2 separate regions of the Sus scrofa genome follow, and region 1 is linked to region 2. Evidence: chromatin contacts called from public Hi-C data. All regions are on one chromosome and are shown on one strand. The core of a region is the stretch at or near the end of the contact, and the rest is flanking DNA. Distances in the headings are between cores, read along the strand shown. Region 1 holds the start of ABHD11 (protein ABHD11). Region 2 holds the start of TBL2 (transducin beta-like protein 2).

What was found. A called contact is a pair of places that touch in the nucleus more often than the background predicts.
Region 1: a contact with region 2 is called in a Hi-C map of alveolar macrophages, with 3 times the contacts expected there. A contact is called at or near these places in 8 of 47 Hi-C or Micro-C datasets (alveolar macrophages, embryonic fibroblasts, epiblast stem cells and 4 more) and 1 of 2 datasets of targeted methods (skeletal muscle).

The regions. Positions count from the first base shown.
Region 1 is chr3:10,999,808-11,005,171 of Sscrofa11.1, reverse strand. ABHD11 (protein ABHD11) reads left to right here and starts at 1,383. Exons shown (of 6, transcript XM_005661982.3): 1 at 1,383-1,615; 2 at 1,783-1,918; 3 at 2,585-2,758; 4 at 3,193-3,363; 5 at 3,473-3,654; 6 at 3,892-4,179. The coding sequence starts at 1,500. The coding sequence ends at 4,024. It overlaps LOC106509660, which reads right to left. Exons shown (of 6, transcript XM_013995547.2): 3 at 5,193-5,364; 4 at 4,791-4,885; 5 at 4,446-4,566; 6 at 3,522-4,357. The coding sequence starts at 5,267. The coding sequence ends at 4,199.
Region 2 is chr3:10,888,449-10,893,887 of Sscrofa11.1, reverse strand. TBL2 (transducin beta-like protein 2) reads left to right here and starts at 1,455. Exons shown (of 12, transcript XR_002342318.1): 1 at 1,455-1,666; 2 at 3,436-3,560; 3 at 3,823-4,007; 4 at 4,493-4,644; 5 at 4,990-5,116.

The sequences.
Region 1 (5,364 bases), core at 134-2,633, 110 kb before region 2:
TCAGACAGGAGCAAGCCTGGGGTGCTGTGAAGTTTCAACTCTCAACTTTACAGATGGGAAGTCCCTGATGGTTTCTGAGCAGAAGAATGCTGTAGAAAGAGCAGCTACTCCTGCAACTGCCGAAGGCTGGACTGCGGTGGGAACCAGCCTAGGTAGAAGGCAATGTCGCCACTGCTACCCCATCCCCAGACTGAGGAGAGAAAATGGCAACCAGGGGCGTTCCCTTCGTGGCTCAGCGGCTAACGAACACGACTAGGATCCAAGAGGATGCCGGTTCCATCCCTGGCCTCGCTCAGTGGGTTAAGGGTCTCAGGTTGCCATGAGCCGTGGAATATAGGCCGCGGACGCAGCTCGGATCCAGCAATGCTATGGCTGTGGCTGTGGCCGGCAGCTGCAGCTCCAATTCCACCCCTAGCCTGGGAACTTCCATATGCCCCGGGTGTGGCCCTCAAAAGCAAAACGAACAACCACTGTAAACCAGCTATAACGAAAAAAAAATCATTTTATATATATAAAAAAAAAGAAAAAAAAGAAAATGGCAGCCCGTCAGAGTTCCAAAAGGAGGTGACCAGCCAGCAGACGTGCTAATGGGGTGGGAGGCGTGTTTATTTCTCTGCTGGTAAACGGTGGGCGGGGGTGAGCGTATCTGAACCATTTCGGCTCAGTGCGGCAAATGTCCTCTCTAGTACGAACACCTGGCCTCCCACTTTGACTCGAAGTCCAGAGGTTCCAGTTCTGCCTCTCGTAAAAGTCATTTGCCTCCACTTCCCCATCTGTAAAGGGCGGGGCAGGCGGGGGTGTGAGGTTGGAGATCACCTCTAGAGTCCCTCCTAGCTCTTTTCTAGAGTCAGGATTGGTAAGAGGTGCTCTGTCTGGCCTGCCTGAGCCCCTGGCTGTGAAGCACGGCGCCTCCTAGCTGGCGCCTCGACGACGGGAGCCACTCCTGGCGCCTCTCGCCCGCGCCCGCCAGCGGCACAGAAAATAAGGGACCCACCCAAGGCGGCGCGTGAGGGCAAAGGAACAAGCCAGGTGTGGGGCCGGCAGCGGGCCCAGGCAGGACCTCCTATGCTAGTCAAGGATCTGCCCCGCGGCCACCTTGAGTTCACGCCCAAACTCCGGTCTTCAAGAGCACCTGGGACCTAACTCCCAAACCGCAAGCCCCGATTCCCCACAAGGATTCTGTACGGGGCGGGGCCTGGCGGAGCATTGTGGGGGCGGGGCCAAAGTACTGGGTGGCTCCGCCCGGGACGTGGCCAGGGCGGTGCTCTCCTGTGGGGGAAAATGCCCGCAGGCGTACGTACTGGCGCAAGGGGCGGAGCTGGGAGAGACCGACAGTTCTCTGGAATTACGTAAGGAAACGTGGCGACGGAGGGGCGTTCCGCCTTGGGGGGCGGGGGAGAGGGTGGAGCTCCAGTCGGAACTGGGCGGGGGCCCGCCTAAAGACGCAAGGCGTGGCTAGCGAACAGCACGAGGTTCGCGCCAGGTCTCCGATCCCGGGGATGCTCCGCTGCGCCCGCGCCTGGAGGCTCCCCCATAGGGGGATCGGCCCCTCCAGTCCCAGCTTCTCCAGAGTGCCTGTTGCACTCAGCAGCAGCCAAGGCGGCACAGAGCCGAGGTCAGTCAAGGGCGCCGGGGTGGGAGGCCTTCCTTCGCCCCTCCCCCTCCATTCCGGCCCAGGTGGTTCCTTTTCCTCTGCTTGGGCCCGCCCCCTCCCGAGGCCGCTCCCTAAGCGGCTTTCCCAGCTGGCTCAGACCCTCCGCTCATCCTTGTTCCTTCCGTCAGGCCGGTGCCGCTTTCCTACAAGCTTTTGGACGGGGAGGTAGCCCGCCCGCCCCTCGTCTTTTTGCATGGGCTCTTTGGAAGCAAAGCCAACTTCAGCTCCATCGCCAAGGCCCTAGCCCAGCAGACTGGCAGGAGGGTAAGCTTCCAGAGGCGGGCCCGGAGAGAGGCGGGCCTTGGTGGGCGGGGCCCTAGAGGAGGCGACTAGAGGCCCGCTTCTCTGTCCCCAGCGCCGGTAGAGGCAGGTCTCTGAGCGGAAATGAAAGAAAAGGTTGTCCTTCTAAGTATGGAGCCCGCAGGGCAGGCAGACCTAGGCCATAGATGAACCCCATACATTCCCTTGTGCTTTCACCCATCCATTCCTTCATTCGTGTTTTGGATGCCTGAGTGCTCCACCTTGAGCTAGGCTCTGCCGTCCCATGCCTAAGTGCCAACACCTTACCCCCAAGAGGGCCAGACCCTGCTTATTCCCCAAGGATGACAGGGGGCTCACCAGCTCTTATCAGCAACCCGTTCTTCTGTGCTCCAACTATTGCAAATTCTGCTTTCTCTGTAGTTGCTACCCAGCTAGGCCAGACCTCCAGAGACGTGGTCACACTCCTTGGGCCTTCTGGCAGAGTGGCTCCTGGTTCTTCATCTGAACCTCCAAGGTCCGAGAACTGAGTCCTCTCATCACCTGGGCCCTTTTTCCTCTTCTGGATCTCCCCCCAGGCTCTCCATCTCCCTCAGCCTGCAGGCCTGCCAGGCTTTAGGTTATGCCCGGAATGTACATGCCATTGCTGTCCCCATCTCACCTGCTCCCCAGGTGCTGACAGTGGATGCTCGAAACCATGGCGACAGCCCCCACAGCCCAGACATGAGCTACGAGGCCATGAGCCAGGATCTGCAGGACCTCCTGCCCCAGCTGGGCCTAGTGCCCTGCGTCCTCATTGGCCACAGCATGGGAGGCAAGACAGCCATGCTGCTGGCACTTCAAAGGGTGAGCCATCCCTGTCTTTCTCTCATCCATTGCGGGCCCTGAGCACCCAACAGGCAACCCGGGACTCCAAGGAGCCTTGGACAGCCAAGTTCAGGACTCAGAAACTATGCCTGGAGTTCCCGTCGTGGCGCAGTGGTTAACGAATCTGACTAGGAACCATGAGGTTGCGGGTTCGGTCCCTGCCCTTGCTCAGTGGGTTAATGATCCAGTGTTGCCGTGAGCTGTGGTGGAGGTGGCAGATGCAGCTCGGATCCAGCGTTGCTGTGGCTCTGGCGTAGGCCAGTGGCTGCAGCTCCGATTCCACCCCTAGCCTGGAAACCTCCATATGCCGCGGGAGCGGCCCAAGAAATAGCAAAAAAAAGACCAAAAAAAAGAAACTATGCCTGAAACCCACTGTGCCTGCCCTAGGGTCCCCATCTCATTTTCTCCTGCAGCCAGAGCTGGTGGAGCGCCTGATTGCCGTGGACATTAGCCCAGTGGAGAGCACATCCAGCTCGAACTTTCCGAACTACGTAGCAGCCATGAAGGCCATAGACCTCCCGAATGGGGCATCCCTCTCCAGTGCCCGGAAACTGGCCAGTGAGAAGCTCAGCTCTGTCATCCAGGTAATGCACCCCCGCTCCTGAATGGCACTGTGGGCTGGGACCTGTCAAAGGAGGAGGGGCAGCCCCACGCCTCACAGTCCCCCCCAACACAACTACTGAACCCCCACAGAGCATAAGCGTACGGCAGTTCCTTCTTACCAACCTGGTGGAGGTGGATGGGCACTTCGTGTGGAGAGTGAACTTGGACGCTTTGTCCCAGCACTGGGACAAAATCTTGAACTTCCCACCACGGCAAGAATCCTACTCTGGACCAGCCCTCTTCCTCATTGGTGGAAACTCTCAATTCGTGCTGTAAGCCAGGCAGGGTGGTGGGAGTGGTGTGCCCGACTTATCTGGCCCCCCAGCCTGGGGAGCCTGCCTCTGGGAGGGCCTGAGGGTTGGCCAGGGGTGCCTGAGAACCCGGAAACCCCACTGGGCATGTGGGTTCGCGTGGCTCTCCATCTAGCCCCACTTGGCCTCTGCTTCTCTCCTTCTCGCCCCATCTTCCTACTTTCACACCTTCTTGGCGGCCTTCTCTCCGTTGGACAGTCCCAGCCACCACCCTGAGATTAGGCGGCTCTTCCCTCGGGCTCAGATGCAGACCTTGCCTAATGCTGGCCACTTGGTCCACAGCGACAGCCCGCAAGACTTCATGGCTGCCATCCGAAGCTTCCTGGCCTAAAAGTTGCCGGCCAGAGGGGACATGAAACCCCAAACTTCAAGGCCCCGCAGGCTGCTCCTTGTTCCAGCACAGAAGGACTCAGGTGGGCACTGAGGGCACGAGGATGTAGAGGGGTTCAGACCTCAAACTTTAATGAATAAACGTACTCTTCCCAAGGTCTTGGGCTGAGTTCTCTCACCGCCAGTGTCCCCATCGACCCAAGGGGAGTCGGACCCAGGGGGTCCTGGCAGTTCCAGAGTTCACTGGGGCTCCCAGACCCTCTCCCAGGCCGCCCCTGGACTCTCTCTGCAGCTGACTCTCCACCCGCTGCCTCACCAGCTGCTGCATGTCCTCCTGGGGGCAGGAGAGCAGGTTCAGGGGCCAGGCCTCTGCCCGTCTGGCCCTGCCCGCCCCCCAGGCCCGGCCGGCATTCCCACCCTACCTCCCAGGCCTCCACCTCCTGCTTCAGTCTCAGCTTCTCCTCCAGAACTTCCAACAGCTGGGCCTCCACGGCTCGCAACTTGGCTTTGCACGTGTCCAGCTCAGCCTCCACTGCCCGCTTCCTAAGGGGGCAGAGAGAGCTTGAGGCTCAGGCCCCGCACATCTGCTTCTGAGCCCTGGGGGTGGACAGGTGTGGCCACAGTCCCTGCCTTATGACAGGGTGGGCTGTTGTGTGGCTTTCCTTCTAGGAATGCCTGCCTTCCCCCCTCCCCCTCCTGGCAGGGCCAAGCCTTGGGGGGCGAGCCCTCTGCCACCCTCCCAAGCCCCACAGGCGGCTGCCTCTCACTTGGCAATGGCTTCATCCCGCTCCCGCAGGACCTGGTCCAGCAAGGGCTCTGTCTGGGTGTCCCCCAGTGCTCCAGCCACTTGGGATTCTGCGCTCTGTTGTAGGGGGACAGAGGAGGGAGCAGCGACTTGGGGCTTGCCTGGATGAGGTGTCCCACTGGCCCTTTCTGCCCTGGCCTTGGCCCTGATGCTCATGGCAGGAGGGGAAGGGTCTGAGCTGTTCTGTACCTGCCCCAGTGCTCTGGTATTGTGGGCAGGGGACCCCTCCATGCTGAGGGCGTAGTTGGTGTGGCCCTTTCCTGCCTAAGGGTAAGCAGTGGGGGCAGGGTGTTTGGACCCCAAGGAGGAAAGTTCTCACCCGACCCCCAGGAAAGAGACAAGGTGGGTTCAGAAGGACACTTACCCCTCGAGGGCCCCAGACTGAGAGTGGCCTGGTGACTGGGACTTCTGTCAGCGGGGTGGGGCAGGCGGAGGACATGGCCCTTTGCCCTCCCCGTCAGGGCACTCCCTGTCAGGCCCCGCCCTGGACAAGCTGGCCATGCCCCTGCCTCCCCTCCTGGTTCCTGGAACCCTCC
Region 2 (5,439 bases), core at 206-2,705:
TAGTCCATTCAGAGAATCTTCAATACATGGATTTTGAGCCACGTCAGCCTGAGATAACCAGCAGAGGCCTCTCTCTGCTGGACTGAGCGGACGACACTCCAGGCCTTCCAGACCTCTCCAGTCTTACCTGCTTTTTATTTTGCTCATGTCCTGCCTCCACACACCATCCTCCGGCTCACCTTCCTGCTGTCCCACCCCCTAACTGCAGAACTACCCTTTCCCCTCTCCATTCAAAGTCCATCTGAATTTCTCCTGATACTAAGAAGACTTTCCCACCAGTTGAATGGGAGTGATAATCACTCCCTTGCCTCCTTGAAAGAATCCAGCATGATGATGGCTGGAAAAATGCCTTTAATAACTAATTATTCAAGGGGACGCTTGAGCAGAGTCTGCATCTCTTGCCTGCTATTCTCCACTGTCACAGAGCCTCAAGAGCCAGACTCCCTTACAAAGCGGGTCTGGGAGGTCCCCTTGTGGCTCAGTGGTAACGAACCCAACTAGTATCCATAAAGATGCAAATTCAATCCCTGGCCTTGTTCAGTTGGTCAGGGATCTGGTGTTGCTGTGAGCTGTGGTGTAGGTCACATACACGGCTTGGATCCCAGAGTGCTGTGGCTATGGTGTAGGCCAGCAGGTATAGCTCCTATTGGACTCCTAGCCTGGAAACTTCCATGTGCAGCAGGTGTGGCCCTAAAAAGCCAAAAAAAAAAAAAAAAAAAAAAAAAAATTAATGGAGTTTCCATCCTGGCGCAGCAGAAACGAATCTGGCTAGTATCCATGAGGTCGCAGGTTCAATCCCTGGCCTCTCAGTGGGTTAGGGATCCCATCATGCGGTGAGCTGTGGTCGCAGACCCTCTTGGTTCTGTCCTTGCTGTGGCTGTGGTGTAAGCCAGTGGCTACAGCTCCAATTCGACCCCTAGCCTGGGAACCTTCATATGCCATGGGTGTGGCCCCTAAAAAACCAAAAACTTAAATTTAAAAAAATTAAAAAAAATAGGAGTTCCTGTTGTGGCGCAGTGGTTAACGAATCCGACTAGGAACCATGAGGTTGCGGGTTCGGTCCCTGCCCTTGCTCAGTGGGTTAACGATCCGGCGTTGCCGTGAGCTGTGGTGTAGGTTGCAGACGCGGCTCGGATCCCGAGTTGCTGTGGCTCTGGCGTAGGCTGGTGGCTACAGCTCCGATTCAACCCCTAGCCTGGGAACCTCCATATGCCGCGGGAGCGGCCCAAGAAATAGCAACAATAACAACAACAACAACAACAACAAAAAAAAGACAAAAGACAAAAAATAAAAAAATAAAAAAAAAAATAAAAAGCAAAAAAAAAAAAAAAAAAAGTGGGTTTAGACGCCCAGCGCTCAGGCCCCGCCTCTCAAGGAGGGGGGGAACTCAGGCCACGCCCCTCGGGGCGCTTCAGCGATCCCGCCCCGCCCCTCAGGACGCGCCAACGGCCAGGCTCCGCCCCGCGTGCGCGCGCGGCCCCGCGGAAACGTGCAGGCGCCCGGGAAGCCAGAGGCTGAGGTGGCATCGGCCCTGAAAACATGGAGCTTCCGCAGATGCCGGAGCTGATGGGGCTGTCGCTGTTACTCGGGCTGCTGGCCCTGATGGCGACAGCGGCGGTAGCGCGAGGGTGGCTGCGCGCAGAGGAAGAGACCGGCCGGCCCGTCGGTTAGTGGCACGGGGGCGGGTAGGGGCGACCCGCGGGGACCTCGCTCCCGGCCTCCTCGGGGTCCGACCTGCAGGTTGGGCCTGCGGGGGTCCCAGAGACCCACCCCCTCCCTGGGCCTCAGTTTCTCCTGTTGTGACCTGAGTTTCGCATCCGGAGACGAGGCGACTCCATGCCCGGCTGGTCTCGCCCTTACGACCTACTAGAACCTGGGTCCCGCGTGGCCGCGGTCTTCGTGGCCGAGACCAAGCCGCCTTCCCTCCGAGCCGCAGCTTTTCCCCGGGGCCGCTGCGGGAGCGCTAGTAAACTCTCCAGCGCGCCCCTTGGTCGTTATTTTATGAAAAAGGGGTGGAGGGGGCGGGCATTCGTTTGTGAACGCTCTGATTCCCCGGTATACTAAGTACCTACTGCCTCTGTAGGCTTTGGGGTCTTTTCCTTTAGGGAGTCCCCTGTCGGGTAAGGAAGAATGTCCGAAAATGTAAGTGAAAATTGTAGTGTGGTAGGTTTCATAGGAAGGTCAGTACTAGAAACAGGAAGCCCAAGGGTGGGAGTCGCCGGCCCTCCTTTTTTCGGTGGGGGTGGGGGAGCAGGTAGGGAACCCGTGAGGTGGGGTCTTGAAGGATAGGCGTGTCAGAGTTTGCCGGGACACCAAGAGAGGGAGAAAATTCTTGCAGTGGCAATACGCATGAAGCCAGGGAGTCCTGAAACAGCATTTGATTTGACGGTAGTGGGAGGGGAGAGGAGAGGGCTTAGTAGACAAGGCTGGAGAGGCAAGCAAGAGGGCAGATTAGACTCTGTATGTGGCCTCAGGAGTTTTCTGGCTGTAGGAACTGAGGAGCATCTGGAGTGATCTAACACCTGCCAGCTTTGCTCCTGGCTTGATTCTCAATTAAATTAGCTATTTTATACAAAAGCGACGGGCACCATTTCCAGCACAGAGCAGGTCCTCAACCCATGTTGGCTACCTCTCGTCCCTGGGATTCCTTTGTGCCTTTTCATGCTTGTGTTGGGTACTCCACCTGTCATTTTGTATAGATTATCTCACCCAGTTCTCCACTTTCCTTTTGGCCCTTAGCAATTAAGTAACTTACCCAGGACCAGGGCCACCAGATTCCATTGGGCACATTATTCCCTACTTGGAGATACCTGGCAAAGTATCTGCATTCCACTGGCCATACTCTGTACCCACTGAGCTGTGTCAGCCCAGAAAGGAAGCCTTTTTTTCCTTCTGTCCTTTCTTCCTTCCTTTCTTTTTTCTTTTTCTTTTTGCTTTTTAGGGCTAAAAAGCACTTGTGACATATGGAAGCTTCCAGGCTAGGGATCGAATCAGAACTGTAGCCGCCAACCTCCGCCACAGCAATGCCAGATCTGAGCCATGTCTGCGTTGCAGCCCCAGATCCTTAACCCACCGAGCGAGGCCAGGGGTCGGACCTGCATCCTCATGGATACTAGTTGGGTTTGTTACCTCTAAGCCACAAGGGGAATTCCGAGGGAGCCTTTTCTAATGTGCATTGATGTGCTATGTGATTATAGTTCACTCACATACACTAACAGCAAGCAGCCTCCTTGAGACTACTCCGTGGTAGAGACCATCCAAACCCAGGTCTGATTCCGAAGCCTCTTTTTTTTTTTTTTTTTTTTCTTCCCCTGCTCTTCTCTCTTCTTGAGGACAGGGGCCATATCTGGTCATTCAATGCCAGGTCAATCATAAGTGATCAGTAGGTGCTTATTGAGTGAGTGAATGGATGGATGGCATGGCCCTTTCTTATAGGCCAGAAAGCAAATGGATTGCCACCTGACAAGTCCTTGAAATCCAAGAAGCAGAAACAGCGGATTCGCAAGGAGAAGCCTCAGCAACACAACTTCACCCACCGCCTCCTGGCTGCAGCCTTGAAGGTACATCGGTACTCATGCATAGCACATGTATACAAAGACTCATACCCCACAGACCTTTCCTTTGTAGTGTTCTGTGCGTGCCACACACCCCTCTGCCTCTGACCAGTTCAGTGGGGATGCCCCATCCTGTCCCTTCTCATCACAGCTCATGAGCAGCTTGCTGTTAATGTAAGCACCAGGGCCCCAGAGTCATGACTGCAGGTTGGGTTTCTCCATCAGCCCAAGGGGTTCCTGTTCATACTTCCTACAACCCTTCCCCTAGAGCCACAATGGGAACATATCTTGCATGGACTTTAGCAGCAATGGCAAGTACCTGGCCACCTGTGCAGATGATCGTACCATCCGCATCTGGAGCACCAAGGATTTCCTGCAGCGGGAGCATCGCAGCATGAGAGCAAATGTGGAGCTGGACCATGCCATCCTGGTGCGCTTCAGCCCTGACTGCAGGTGAGACAGGCTGAAGCCCCAGGTTTGCGTGCAGAAGCCCTGGCCCAGGCTTATGGCCTTCCCATACTTGGTTTGGGAGAGTAAGGGGAGACCCAGGGTCTCCTTTGCGGCAGCAGAAAGGGAACATCCAGACCGTTCAGACATTGCCTGGGCCATCCCGGAGAGCTAGGCAGCTACATAGCAAAGAAGCAGAGGGGGAAGATCTGTTCCTACTTGGGAAGTACCAAAGCCTCGCTTCCAGATTAGTCTTAGAAACTCTAATGGTTTTCTAAAACCTAGAGAGATGGTTGAAGGAGCCAGAGATACGAGAGTCTTACCTTGTAAAGAGTTTTAAGTGATTTGGAACCAAGGGGTTAAGTTGTGAGGCTGGACTAAGGTCCTCAAGGGAGATCCTGACTTTGCTCAGAGTCCGCCTAGCACAGGCCTGGCACACACAGGTCTCTGTATCCAAACAAGTGAGAGACTTGTCTGCTCTCTGTCTCTAGAGCTTTCATCGTCTGGCTGGCGAATGGAGACACCCTCCGTGTCTTCAAGATGACTAAGCGAGAGGACGGAGGTTATACTTTCACAGCCACCCCAGAGGACTTTCCTAAAAAGCACAAAGCTTCCATTGTCAACATTGGCATTGCCGACACAGGTGAGAGGCGCTCAGGGGATGGAGCTTGCCCAAGGCAAGAGGAAAGAGACCCAGTTACACTTACTCAATCACTGAATAGTAGCCGAGAGTTTTGCTCAGCCCCAGGGTGACAGAAGGGGCTCTGGCTCTGGGCTCCCCTGGAGTCCTGGGAGTCGCTGCAAGTCCCCCGAGGAGACAGGTAAGAATAGCCGCCCTCCTCAGCCAGATCCTTATCTGTGGCAACCCTTGGCTCAGGAGGGGAGGATGGAAACTTTGGGCCGCAGAGGCCTTCATAAGTGTCTCTTTGGAGAATGACAGTTGATCTGGTCATTGACCTCAGCGCACGTGCCGCCCCTCTCTCCTCAGGGAAGTTCATCATGACTGCTTCCAGTGACACGACCATCCTCATCTGGAATCTGAAAGGTCAGGTGCTGTCCACCATCAACACCAACCAGATGAATAATACGTATGCGGCTATATCCCCCTGTAGCAGGTGAGGAAGGGGGGCCCTTGGCCTCAGGGATGGGCAGAGGTTGGGGCTGGGGGCCAGGGATAGAGCAGGAGGAGGAATTCCTGCTTTGGCACCGTGGGTTAGTGATCCGGCTTGTCTCTGTGGCGTTGCTGGCTCAAGCCCAGCCTAGTGCAGTGGGTTAAGGATCCAGTGTGTGCGTAGGTCGCAGATACCATTCAGATTCTGTCCCTGGCCTGGGAACTTCCTTAGGCTGTGGGTTTGGCCAAAAAAGGGCGGGGGGAAGAGCAAAACCTGTGGAATCAGGAAACCTAGATTCAAGACCTTAGTCTTTTTCTTCATCCATA